Linked DNA regions of Danio rerio: region 1 is linked to region 2. A link is a contact called in public Micro-C data. All regions are on one chromosome and are shown on one strand. The core of a region is the stretch at or near the end of the contact, and the rest is flanking DNA. Distances in the headings are between cores, read along the strand shown.

The links. Hi-C and Micro-C count contacts between places; a contact is called where the count stands out from the background.
Region 1: a contact with region 2 is called in a Micro-C map of caudal fin, with 5 times the contacts expected there. The contact joins two enhancer-like sites.

What each region holds. Positions count from the first base shown.
Region 1 is chr3:57,586,708-57,593,078 of GRCz12tu, reverse strand. mpg (N-methylpurine DNA glycosylase) reads right to left here. Exons shown (of 3, transcript NM_001082850.2): 3 at 3,027-3,531. The coding sequence ends at 3,122. nprl3 (NPR3-like, GATOR1 complex subunit) reads left to right here. Exons shown (of 13, transcript NM_001025534.2): 13 at 1-834. The coding sequence ends at 81. Among named protein-coding and RNA genes, the nearest start is that of mpg, 11 kb to the right of the region's middle. Within about 2 kb of position 3,533, at least 12 of the 62 cell types and tissues checked have an H3K27ac peak or open chromatin away from gene starts, as enhancers often do. A contact at or near this core is called in caudal fin, where this site is marked.
Region 2 is chr3:57,142,587-57,148,997 of GRCz12tu, reverse strand. dnmt1 (DNA (cytosine-5-)-methyltransferase 1) reads left to right here. Exons shown (of 34, transcript NM_131189.2): 9 at 1-30; 10 at 153-262; 11 at 350-468; 12 at 559-651; 13 at 738-889; 14 at 973-1,160; 15 at 1,967-2,147; 16 at 2,222-2,319; 17 at 4,027-4,177; 18 at 4,553-4,668; 19 at 4,767-4,965; 20 at 5,043-5,176; 21 at 5,252-5,431; 22 at 5,508-5,732; 3 more. Among named protein-coding and RNA genes, the nearest start is that of dnmt1, 7.6 kb to the left of the region's middle. Within about 2 kb of position 2,272, at least 1 of the 62 cell types and tissues checked has an H3K27ac peak or open chromatin away from gene starts, as enhancers often do. A contact at or near this core is called in caudal fin, where this site is marked.

The DNA of each region.
Region 1 (6,371 bases), core at 2,284-4,783, 440 kb before region 2:
TTTGACAAGTTTCGCAGTGTGTTGGTGATCACCAACCACGAGGACCCCATCATCTCTCTGTTCCAGTCTCCACCAGAGTAAACCAACAGTAAAGTGAGTGTGAGGAGGCTGTCAACTGTCTGATCTTCATCGGTAGCTTAAACTAATTTTGAGCTGTGACCAGTTAATGAACATCTCAGCTTCATAAGAGCCTTATTAATGAGCCTTGCATAATCTACTGTCCATAACTCTTGTTTACCAAAGATTTTCCCTTTAATGTTTTTACCTCATACGTGGTTTATTTTAATAAACGATCCAGGGGTCGTGATGTGCGGTTCATCCTTGGGCAGTCGTTAAATGGATGGTTTAAGTATCCCATCCAAGCATCTCCTGTTTGGAGCTCGTTCCCAAATGTGATAAATCATCTCTTCAAGCGAACAAGACTAAAAACACATGATGCCATGATGTTAATTCCAGACTGAATGCCCCGAGGAATTCAGTGTGGAGAAATGGAGGCCCAGAAGAAGAAGAAGAAGAAAAAAGGAGGCTGTAATAGCCCTGAGGTGCAAATAGGTTTCCAAACATCTGCAAAATCAATGAGCACCAGGAATAACAGGACTATTTAACAAAGCAACATGCTCTTACTGAAATAACAGACATGTTCAGAGCTCAAACTCAATTATTTATGTCATACCAAACCTGTGTGACTTTGCTTTTAGTTATTTTGTACCTCAATACAGTAAAAAGACCACTGAGGACTTTCAAGATCCAATCACCCTGTCCATTCACCCATTCATTTATTGTTAATTTATAATTCTTAAAAATAATTGTTCAATAAAAGATTAATAATCATTTTAGATGTTCATTCATTCATTTTCTTGTCAGCTTAGTCCCTTTATTAATCTGGGGTCGCCACAGCGGAATGAACCGCCAACTTATCCAGCAAGTTTTTATGCAGCGGATGCCCTTCCAGCCGCAACCCATCTCTGGGAAACATCCATACACACATTCACACACACTCATACACTACGGACAATTTAGCCTACCCAATTCACCTGTACCGCATGTCTTTGGACTGTGGGGGAAACCGGAGCACCCGGAGAAAACCCACATGAATGCAGGGAGAACATGCAAACTCCACACAGAGACGCCAACTGAGCTGAGGTTGGACCCAGCGACCTTCTTGCTGTGAGGCGACACCACTACCTACTGCGCCACTGCCTCGCCCCCTTTAGATGTTTTATTCACATTTTTTTATGTAGGTTTTAAGTTGTTAAAGGCAATCTCATGATTCATTCAGTTTGTTGAGACAATAGATAACCAGTAATAACACTGTAATACATATATTATTACTTTGATTAGAAGTAAGTTACACACAGGCAGATTTGTTTTGTTTAACCTCAATGTATAATCAGGCACCACAAGTATTAACTTTTATTTTGAATCTATTTGTCTTTTTTTATGACTCCAAATGTGCTATTTGCCATTAGCTTGCCATTTTGAATCACCAAGCACCATGGTTTCAGCTAAAACATTTCCTTTAAAGTTGTACTAAAGGAAGTGTTACCTGCAACTTGAATTTCTTGCGAGTTAATAAATTATCACCAATTTCTTTTATTTTTAGGCGAACTAAAAACTTTGTGGTTTTAGTAGACACAGATATTATTATTATATTATTATAATAACAAGAAACCTCAAGCGTGTCAATTTATAAATAGTTTACCTAACAAAGTAATTTTACTGACCCTGAAAATGTTAAGTATTGTAAAGACTGTATTAAACTTTTGCAAAATTCTTTTGTGCTGTTGTTTTAAATAAAATAATATCATGTTTTTATTATTATTATTTCTGTTTGAGACTTTTGTTTCTCCTAAAAAGTTTTTATGATATTAAAATGTTGTTAGACCTTCTGGTTTTACCCAAGGAAACAAATACTGACCTCAAAGTAATTTTGACTGAGTATTAAAAAGAGCAGCTTGGACATTCTTCTAAATGTCTCATTTAGTTTTATGGTTTTGAAATGACACAATAGTGAGTTAAAAGCTTAATTGAAGAACACCAGGATGATCTTTCAGCAGACTGTCCGCTCTGTGTCAGATTGCGAGTTTATCCACCGCTCTGCATCTTTGTTCAACACACGGGTGTCCCCTCAGTGGTTTGGTTGCCTATTCTCCATGAGACTCAACTCCAAGCCGTGATGACGTCAGCTCTAATGATGGTCTCTTTTTCTGGGTCCAGCCACATGTTGGCATCAGTTGCCAGATCCCTGCGGTCAAAGCAGCGCTGTAAATCCAGAGCTTGGCATAACTTGAACGGGCCATTGCAGAACTCTCTGTCCTTAGAGCTTTTAGCTCCAGGCTTGCGTTTGAAATAAAGTAATATCATGTACTTATTATTATTCCTATTTGAGACTTTTGTTTTCTCCTAAAACGTAATCATTAAAATGTTATTACACCTTCTGATTTTAACCCAGGAAACAAATACTGACCGCAAAATTTTGATAAAGACTTAGTAATATAGAAATGAGCCGCTTAGACATTCTTCTTAACATCTCATTTTGTGTTCTACAGGTTTGGAATGACACAATAGTGAGTTAAAAGCTTAATTTAAGAACAAACACCAGGATGACCTTTTTAGCAGGAAGTGTGTGTGTGTTTTGTTCAACACACTCACACACGGGTGTCCTCTAACTCAACTCCAAGCTGTGGCGCCATCACCAACGTTGGTCTCTTTCTGGGTCCATCTTCAGCCACACCTCAGCATCGGTTGCCAGATCCCTGTGGTTAAAGCAGTGCTGTATATCCAGAGCTTGGTATAACTTCGATGGGCCATTGCAGAGCTCTCTATCCTTAAGGCTTTTGGCTCCAGGCTTGTGTTTTACATCAAATAATTTCATGAATTTATTATTTCTGTTCAAGACTTTTGTTTCCCTGAAAAAGTTATGTCATTAAAATGTTATTACACCTTCTGATTTCTACCCAGGAAACAAATACTGACCTCAAAATTTTTGTAAAGACTTAGTAATATAGAAATGAGCTGCTGAGACATTCTTCTAAATGTCTCATTTTGTTTTATGGGATTGAAATGACACAAAAGTGAGTTAAAGCTTAATTTAAGAACAAACAAACACCAGGATGACCTTTCAGCAGACTGTCCGCTCTGTGTCAGATTGCGAGTCCATTCGCCGCTCTGCATCTTTGTTCAACACGCTCACACACGGGTGTCCCCTCAGGTAGAAGCGCAGCGGTTTGGTTGCCCATTCTCCGTGAGAGTCAACTCCAATCCGTGGCGCCATCACCACTTCTCCAGCATCAACGATGGCCTCTTTTTCTGGGTCCATCTCCAGCCACACCTCAACATCGGTTGCCAGATCCCTGCGGTCGAAAGAGCGCTGTATATCCAGAGCTTGGCATAACTTGGACGGGCCATTGCAGAGCTCTTTGTCCTTAAGGCTTTTGGCTCCAGGCTTGCGTTTGGCCGCTCGCAGGCCCCTCATGACATCCTGACCACTCAGAGGCTCCAGCGAGCGCAGAAGCACAGCCGCCCCTTCCCCTAAACACACACATAGAGTAAAGCAGTTAGCGAGGCTCCACGCTGTCTCCTTCCTGCTGGCTCCTGCACATGTGCTCCAACCCTTTCTCTAGGTTTATTTAATGCGCCAGTTTGACCTATAATGAGAAGCAGTTGGAAACGGCAGCAAAACAAAACACTTGTTTTCTTGCACAACTGGCGGTGAGGGATCTTGTGGTTGCAGTTTTCCGGCTCCTGCGAAGAATTCTTCTGCTTGTTAATTTGTCTGACGTATGGAATACTGGCTCTGGGTCCAAGCTTCTAGTGACAATTTTGAACAAGGAGACCCATTTTAGTTTTCAAAGTGGTAGTTCACCCAAATATGTCATTATTTACTCACTCTTGACTCTCGTGAAGATATTTTGAAGAATGATGGAAACCGGTAGGCATTGACATACATAGTAGCAAAAACAAATACTGTGGTGGTCAATGGCTATCACAACATTCAACAAAATATCTTCTTTTGTGTTTTTGACAGAATAAATAAACTCAAACTGGTTTGGAACAGGCGACGCAGTGGCGCAGTAGGTAGTGCTGTCGCCTCACAGCAAGAAGGTCGCTGGTTCGAGTCTTGTCAGTTGGTGTTTCTGTGTGGAATTTTTGCCAGTGATGGGTTGTGGCTGGAAGGGCATCCGCAGCATAAAAACGTGCTGGATAAGTTGGCGGTTCATTCTGCTGTGGTGACCCTGGATTAACAAAGGGACTAAGCCGAAAAGAAAATGTATGAATGAATGGTTTGGAACAAGTCAAGGGTCAAGTCAAACTTTATTTTTAGAGCACTTTTAGAAGTGAGCCAAAGTGCTGTACAGAAAATATACAACAAAACAAATACAATAGTACATAAAATAGAAGATAAGCACATAAATTAAGATAACCAGGTATTAGGATCAGGGGTCTGTTCTTCGTACGTGGATTTCTCAGTTAGCAGGATTTAGTTATTGACGATTTGACACGATCCAGGATCGTTTCGTTCTTCAAAAATCATCCAAGACTTGTTGTCATAGCAACAGTTCTGCTAGCTCAAATCTGCTCGGAAACAGGTTCAATTTATATAAACAGAATTAGATCGGGTCAGTTAAAGCAAAGATAATACAGAAAGTATGTACAGAATTCTGATATTTTCTTACAGTAGTAGTTATATTCACGTGAATATAGTAAATATATATATTTTAAACTATATATAAAGTAAAAAAAAATATATATATCAATAAAACTTATGCAATCTGCACTCCGAAATAAAAGTACAAAGACTGTCTCATGGTGGTTTAAATAGAAAAAATTATTGATTTTAACTTTTTTGATACAAACGCATACAATATTTTTAGTACAATTTGTGTATGATAATTTCCACTATAATCAACTTTTTTTTTTTCTTTAAGGAATACTTCATTTGTGCAGTCATAAACATGTTTTGACAGTTAATACGACTGATTTGATGCTTCACAAAAGTTGCAGACACCTTTACCAACAAAAAAGGCTTTTGTAATGTTAAATTAATTTAAACGTCCATTTATTCTTTACACCAATTAAGAAACCGGCCTTTTATAATACTACTATGGCTATTATAATAAAGAAAATCCGTTCTAAATGTAAAACTAAATAAATTGCTAAATGCTCTTGACACATGAAAGTGTAAAGCCTGCAGCCCACTATACATGTGAAAAGTTTTCGCATATTCAATTAACAAACCATTTCCTATGAATTTTATGTAATTTTGCTCTCATGGATAATTGAATATTAATCAGATGATGTCATTACGCTGCTGTGCCGTCAGCCAATCGTTGCATTTCTGATCATGATTTCGAGAATCGATTGATTTCTCCTTCACAACACACACAGCGATATCAGATCAGTTTATCCAAACATTTTTAATCTGATTCACGAACTTGTTTGAAAAAACAAATTAGCCAGAGATCAGTGATCTAGATTAAAAGATCCAGGATCTGCCAAATCATCTTAGATCATAACGTGGGGATATATGGTCATATTTAGGTATGGGAGGATAACCATTTTCAAGGTATACTGCGATTTGGAAAAGTCAATGTAATAAAACCGCCAAAATTTTCTGTAATACCCTTCCTAAGATATGTGTAAAAATTTTTATTTACATTTTGTTTTAAGTTTTTTAGGACAACAGTATCTCCAGCAGAAAAGATATCCAAAGAGGGCATTTTAAATAATAAAAAAATCTGTGTTTTTGAAACATGAAAACAGCTGAATTTTTTATTATCATTCATTTATCATTTTTTATAATTATTTAGCCTCAAAAAATATTTTAAAAGTTTCTCAAAATAAAATGCATTGTGTTCAAAGGGGGAAAGTTTTTTTTTTTTTTTTAACCAGACATTTAAAAAGAAAATATTTTAGAGCAGTAATTAAAGTATTGTAAAACCATGAAATCGTGATATTTTAAACCGGCCCATGCCTAGTCATATTTGCAAATACCAGATAACAGGCGTGCTGCAGCATTTTATCCATTTGCAAACAGGCAATAGCTGACCTGCTGCTCCCCATATACAGTGCATTACAGTAATCTAAGCGAGTGGTTATGAAAGCATGGATTACTGTCTAAAACTGATTTGGTGTATATTGCTTTATTTTTGCAAGTTGTCTTAATTGAAAAAAAGCTAGCTTTAACTACCGCTTTAATCTGACTGTCAAATTTAAAATCTGATTGTCAAATTTCACTGTGCGCTGACTGTAAGCTTAATATTAGGGATGTCCAGATCAGTTTTTTTGCCCTCGAGACTTGATTTTGAGTATCTACCGATACCGAATCCTCATTCGATACTTCTATAACACATTAAAAAAGAAGAGCAAAG
Region 2 (6,411 bases), core at 1,023-3,522:
AAGTTCTTTCAAGGGGATCCTGATGATGCTGTGAGCTTCCTACACCTATTTTTTTTTTTTTTTAAACCTTAATCTCAAATTAAGTTTTGTATAGGTTAAGTTTTTGTAGTGGCTGTACACTTGAATGATATGTTTGATTTTGTCTATGGTAGTTGGATGAACCAGAGATGTTAACCGATGAGCGTCTCTCCCTCTTTGATTCAAATGAGGATGGTTTTGAAAGCTATGAAGATCTTCCTCAGCACAAGATCACGAACTTCAGGTAAAGAAGAGATGGATGACTCCAAACTGATCAATGTTTTACTTGCCCACCCCCCACTAATGACTTTGCATCACCTCTCGTTTGTAGTGTGTATGACAAGCGTGGTCATCTGTGTCCGTTTGATTCTGGCCTCATTGAGAAAAATGTGGAACTGTACTTTAGTTGTGCTGTAAAGCCCATCTATGATGACAACCCATGCATGGATGGTACGTGCCACTTTCATTACAATGAATACAGATGTTTTTTTATTTATTTATTTCAAATGCATTGTGTATTTGATTTCAAATTGTTCTCAGGTGGGGTTCCTGCCAAAAAGCTTGGTCCCATCAATGCTTGGTGGATCACTGGTTTTGATGGTGGGGAGAAGGCTTTGATTGGCTTCACTACAGGTATGTTTCAAAGCAAAGTTGACTCTTATCCTTGTCCAGTTTTATTATGCATGGCCATTTAACTAGTTTCATTTTCTTTTCGACAGCGTTTGCTGACTATATCCTAATGGACCCCAGTGAGGAGTACTCTGCTATTTTTGCTCTGATGCAGGAGAAGATCTACATGAGCAAAATTGTGGTTGAATTTCTTCAGAAAAACCAGGATGCCACATATGAGGACCTGCTGAACAAAATAGAGGTACACTTTATGGGAGCATTGAAGTTCTTTGCCACTTGTCCCATTTTAGAAGTTGTGGGATAACCTGTTATTTGTCTTTTTAGACTACTGTCCCGCCCGCGGGGCTCAACTTCAACCGTTTCACAGAAGACACACTCTTGCGCCATGCCCAGTTTGTGGTAGAGCAGGTCGAGAGCTACGATGAGGCTGGAGACTCTGATGAACAACCCATTATAATCACTCCATGTATGCGTGACTTGATCAAGCTGGCTGGTGTTACTTTGGGCAAGAGGTGAGTTTACTAGAATTGGTGGTCTCTTAAATGCCTTCAATGAGATAACTGGGTAATGGTGGGTTCGATATACTGGTACCCAGAAAGCAGACCTCAAACTGTTCTCTTAGCAACTGAAACCAATTTGTTATTTTATCCTGCATGAGGCATGGGCTTCAATATTGTGGACCATCAGGGAGGGCTATCGGTGTTTCTCATAGGACATATAATGTATTCATGTAGCTTAAACCAATTTGTGAATGCGGGAGCTGCTATTTTGGTACTAGATAACAGGTTTGCACAATTTATTTTTTTGCAAGTCTGAAAATTCAGTGACTTAAGATTTTGAGGTTTAGTTGTGGTACCATGTTATTTGTTTCTAATGGTCCTTTAACTTTCTCTAATGCAGCAGGCAGCTGTACTGGTATGTAAATCCTGATGTTTCTGCAGAGTGTGTGGCTTGGTTATTTATATTTCCATATGCTGAACTGCAGTCGCCTGTGTTGGTGGTAAACTGCTTCATTAGCTGAAATGGGTGGGTGAGGAGAACAAAAACATGAGAACTTGTTTATTTATTTTTTTTAAACCTTCCTGACTTGCATGATCTGCATAACAGATGTTAATTTGGCACCCTGTTGTTTAAGTTGTCCATTTGGGAAATCTGAACATCTTTTTTCAGTTTAAATGGGTTTAGTTACTTCAGAGCTGTTTGTCTTAACTCAATCCATTGTGTCTTGTGCATTAAACGCATGGCTCTTTTTTGCTTTTATTTGTGCCCTCTGTATCTTGTTTGCTCTGCTCATGTTTTTTTTTTTTCCCCTGTTCAGGAGAGCAGCCAGAAGACAAGCCGTCCGCCATCCCACTAAGATTGAAAAGGACAACAAGGGCCCGACTAAAGCCACCACCACTAAACTGGTCTACCTGATCTTTGACACATTCTTCTCTGATCAGATTGACCAGAACAATAAGGATGGAGGTGTGAAGAGACAACGGTGTGGTGTCTGTGAGGTTGGTTGTCTGAAAATAGCAGGCACAGTTTAACTGAAATGCAAGCATGATGATTGGCGACCTTGGTATTTCAGGTGTGTCAAGCTCCAGACTGCGGCAAGTGTTCAGCTTGTAAGGATATGATCAAGTTTGGAGGCAGTGGCAGAAGTAAACAAGCCTGTCAGAAGAGGAGGTATGCTTACTGTGCAGTCTTTGCTGTTGCGTAATCATTCTCCTCAGCAGTTTTGTATTTTCCATGTGTTTTAAAGGCCTTTCTTTGCTTTCTCTGTTTTTATATTATAATGATTAACATTTTGAATGAGGCTAAATGTCATTCAACAATTAAGGTTTTTAATAGTTTTTACTATTTATAGTGCCAATTTTGTCTATACTCATGCCATTTTAAATTGGCATTTCATTTACCTAGGCATGTATATTTAATTGATCTCAGATTAAATGTTACAATGATATCTAATTGTCTTAAACAACTTCCTAGTTGTTGACCTTTTAGGCCCCGTTTACACTAGTGCGTTTTAGTATTAAAACATCGTTTTAGAATGAAAACGATCCGCGTCCACACTCGCTTTTTACCCAGCGTTTCTGAACTGCTCTCCGTCCACACCAAAATTCTGAAAACGCACATCACATGACCACACACACACACACACACACACACATTCGGGCCAGCGCTGCAGCCCATCTACCCAGATGAGAGCTGTGCTAGTCGGACTTCTCATCAAGCATCTCCTGCTGGATCTAATCTCACTATATTTATTAAACGTGATATTTCATTCATCTTGTTGTCTTTATCTAACGACATATTCCCTGACTTTGGTCACTAGAATATATTAGCCTACTTGTTCTCAGGTAACGTGTTTTGGCTAAGCGCAAAGATAAGTTAATGATCAATGTAACCACGTAGCCTATTCTGTATTATTGACTGATCGCTTGCCTTTATTTCCTATAATGTATAAAATTATTGTATGTTATATTTTTATAATGGCCATTATCGATTATTAAAACTTATATTCAGCAAAAGAGAGGGTATGTTTCGTATTTTAACTGAAATTGAAAGGAGGCAGTTGTTATCGGCTCCGTTTTGTTATAAATATCCACACAGTGAAGATGACGCTCGCATGCAGCCCGACGCCTCAACATTTCTGCTGTCTGTTAAGTTGCTAATATCAAAATGAAAATAGGCAGTTCCTTAAATCATGTTTACATTTGATTTTATTGTTGAGAAAGTGAAACAACGTAGCCAGGGTGAATGAAGTTATACAGTACACTGTTCTCTTTGAAGATTTACCCGTGTCCTCGGTATAGTCTGTTTTCCATATCAAACTGAGAAGAATAGACTGCAGCCTTGATCAAACTTGCAAAGTCTGAACTTGCAAGGAGAGGATGCAGGACTGAACTGTGTGTGTTAGGCTACTTAATATTGAGGAAAAGCCCCAATCAGAGAAGCGAATGTCTACAGCCCAGCCTCCATTTTCAGATGTCTCCGTTTTTGCTCATCCACACTTAAGACGGAGCACCAGCGTTTCAGAATGAAAACGGCCTCTCCAGCGTTTTCGAAACGCTCTGTTTTCGGCGCTCGAACTCCGGCGTAGTGTGGACAGTTGGCGTAACCGTAGCTAAACTTATGCGTTTTCAAACTAAAACGCATTAGTGTAAACAGGGCCTTAGGCACATCATGAATATATCAACCTTGTGTTGATTGCACAATATTTGGTGACTCCAGGTTTGTTGTTTTGAACTATTAAAGGTCAGAGCACACTTGGTCTCTGAACCAAACAGTAGAATAGCCCTTTTGAGAAGCAGATCCTGTTGGTGATATCGAACTTCATGATTTTGGATTTGTTTGCCAGGTTAAAGCCTAATGTTTGTTTTGTCCATCCAGGTGTCCCAACCTGGCAGTGAAAGAAGCTGAGGATGATGAGAACATGGATGAGGAGGATGTGTTGCCAGTTAAGGATACAAAGAAAATGTCTCAGACCAAGAAGAAGAAACAAACCAAGAACAAAATCAGCTGGGTTGGTGAGCCATTAAAGGTATGCAATCTTTATCTGGCAGCGGACACAATATTTTTTTTTTTTTTTTTTTTTTTTTTTCCAGGACTATGGCCATGTCTACTCAAATGGGTATTTGCAAAACAGTAGATTTTTCTACTTGGTTTGGTCATTGGTCCATAATCCGATGCAGTATTAGGGAAATAAAATCTTAACACTGTAGTCTTCAAATTTTTTAGAAATGGTGTTGTTGTAGCTGGTAAACTCCTTTTTGTTTCATGGCTTTTGCTGTTTTTGCCTTAGTTTGTCAAGTTGTGCTACTAACCCTTTTAGCTTTCATGTGGCTGGAGACTTTTCTCCCCTCCCAAATTTAGAAGACTTTAAATTTTTATTTTTTTTTTGCCGTCATCTTTTCAGACTGAGGGAAAGAAGGAATATTACATGAAAGTGCGTGTGGAAAATGAGGTGTTGGAGGTGGGAGATTGTGTATCTGTAAGCCCTGATGACCCATCACATCCTCTCTACCTGGCCAGGTAAAATTATCAAAGCAATTTCTTTTGTAAAACCAAAAGGTTTAACATGTTTACTAGACTCTCTAATTAGTAAATCATTGGTTTCTTTAAATTTGTAGGATTACAGCTTTGTGGGATGATGGTGAGAAGATGTTTCATGCCCATTGGTTCTGCCGTGGCACTGATACGGTCCTTGGAGAGTCATCAGACCCTCTTGAGCTCTTCCTAGTGGATGAGTGTGAAGACATGCAGCTAAGTTTTATCCATGGCAAGGTCAACGTCTTCTACAAGGCACCATCTGAAAACTGGTATATGGAGGTACATACGCCAAAGTGTGGGCAGTGTTTGTGTTTAACAAACTGGGCAGAGGTTTTAACACTGTTATTGTTTTGAAGGGTGGAATGGATGAAGACATCAAAGTGATTGACGATGATGGTGAAAGCTTCTTTTATCAGCTCCATTATGAAGGTGAATGTGCTCGCTTTGAGACTCCTCCCAAGGTCACACCCTCTGAGGACTGCAAGTATAAGTAAGAGCCCCTTTTGACCTATTTTAATGGGACACCTGTTCTGTATTTGTGCTATAAAATGTTATGTTTCACTAGGTTTTGTGCCAGCTGCACCAGAAACAAAGAACGAGAGGCTGAGTCTGTTCCCCATGCCTATGAGCCCTTAGAGGATGAGGAGAGTGACTCTAAAGTCTTCTATGGGTTGGTGAACTATAAGGGAGAGCAGTACAAAGTAGGGGACAGTGTCTACCTACCACCTGAGGCCTTTAACTTTGTGTAAGCTCTTTATTATTTACTGCCTCAAGGGATTTCTATTTGAGTGGTTTTATTAAATGGACCTCTTGTCTTTTAGAGTAAAGGCTGCAAGCCCGGTGAAGCGTTCCCACAGAAAAGATGACGTTGATGAAGATCTTTACCCTGAATACTACAGGAAGTCCTCTGATTACATTAAAGGCTCAAATCTGGATGCTCCTCAGCCTTTCCGCATTGGGCGCATCAAAGAAATCTTCTGCAACAAGCGCAGCAATGGAAAGCCAGACACCTCAGAGATCAAACTGCGCCTCTATAAATTCTACAGGTAACTCTTTTATTCTCCGGAATGATTCCAACCAGTGCGTCTGATTTTGAGGTTGTACCTTAAGGGAGTTCAATACTATTTTTCTCCCCAAACTTGTTTGCTTTCAGACCTGAAAACACTCACAAGGGACCAAAGGGAGCATATCATTCTGATATAAACCAACTCTACTGGAGTGACGAAGAGGCGACCGTCAGCATGACTGAGGTGCTGACACGCTGTCGTGTTGAGTATGCAGAGGATCTGGTTGAAAGTGTGCAGGACTATTCAAACAAAGGACCCGATCGCTTCTATTTCCTTGAGGTAAGGATAAAATCTGGCTGTAATGGAGCTGCCAATGGTACTCGTAATGCAGCTGAAAATATTTTCTGCCATGACTTACCTAATGGTTCTTTTTGTAGGCATACAATGCCAAAACCAAGAGCTTTGAGGATCCTCCCAATCATGCTAGATCTGCTGTGAATAAGGGCAAAGGGAAAGGAAAGGGCAAAGGTAAGTCAAGTGTAATGTTGAAATAAGTAATGGAAACTTCTAGGTATGCTCTTGTGTTTTTTTTAAGCTAAAAATGGTCCATCGTGGATTCAAGATGGCTTAAATATCTGAACACAATCATAACTGCATGTGGGGAGAAATTGCAGCTTAAATGTTTGTACCATGGTTGTCTGTAGGAAAAGGGAAAGGG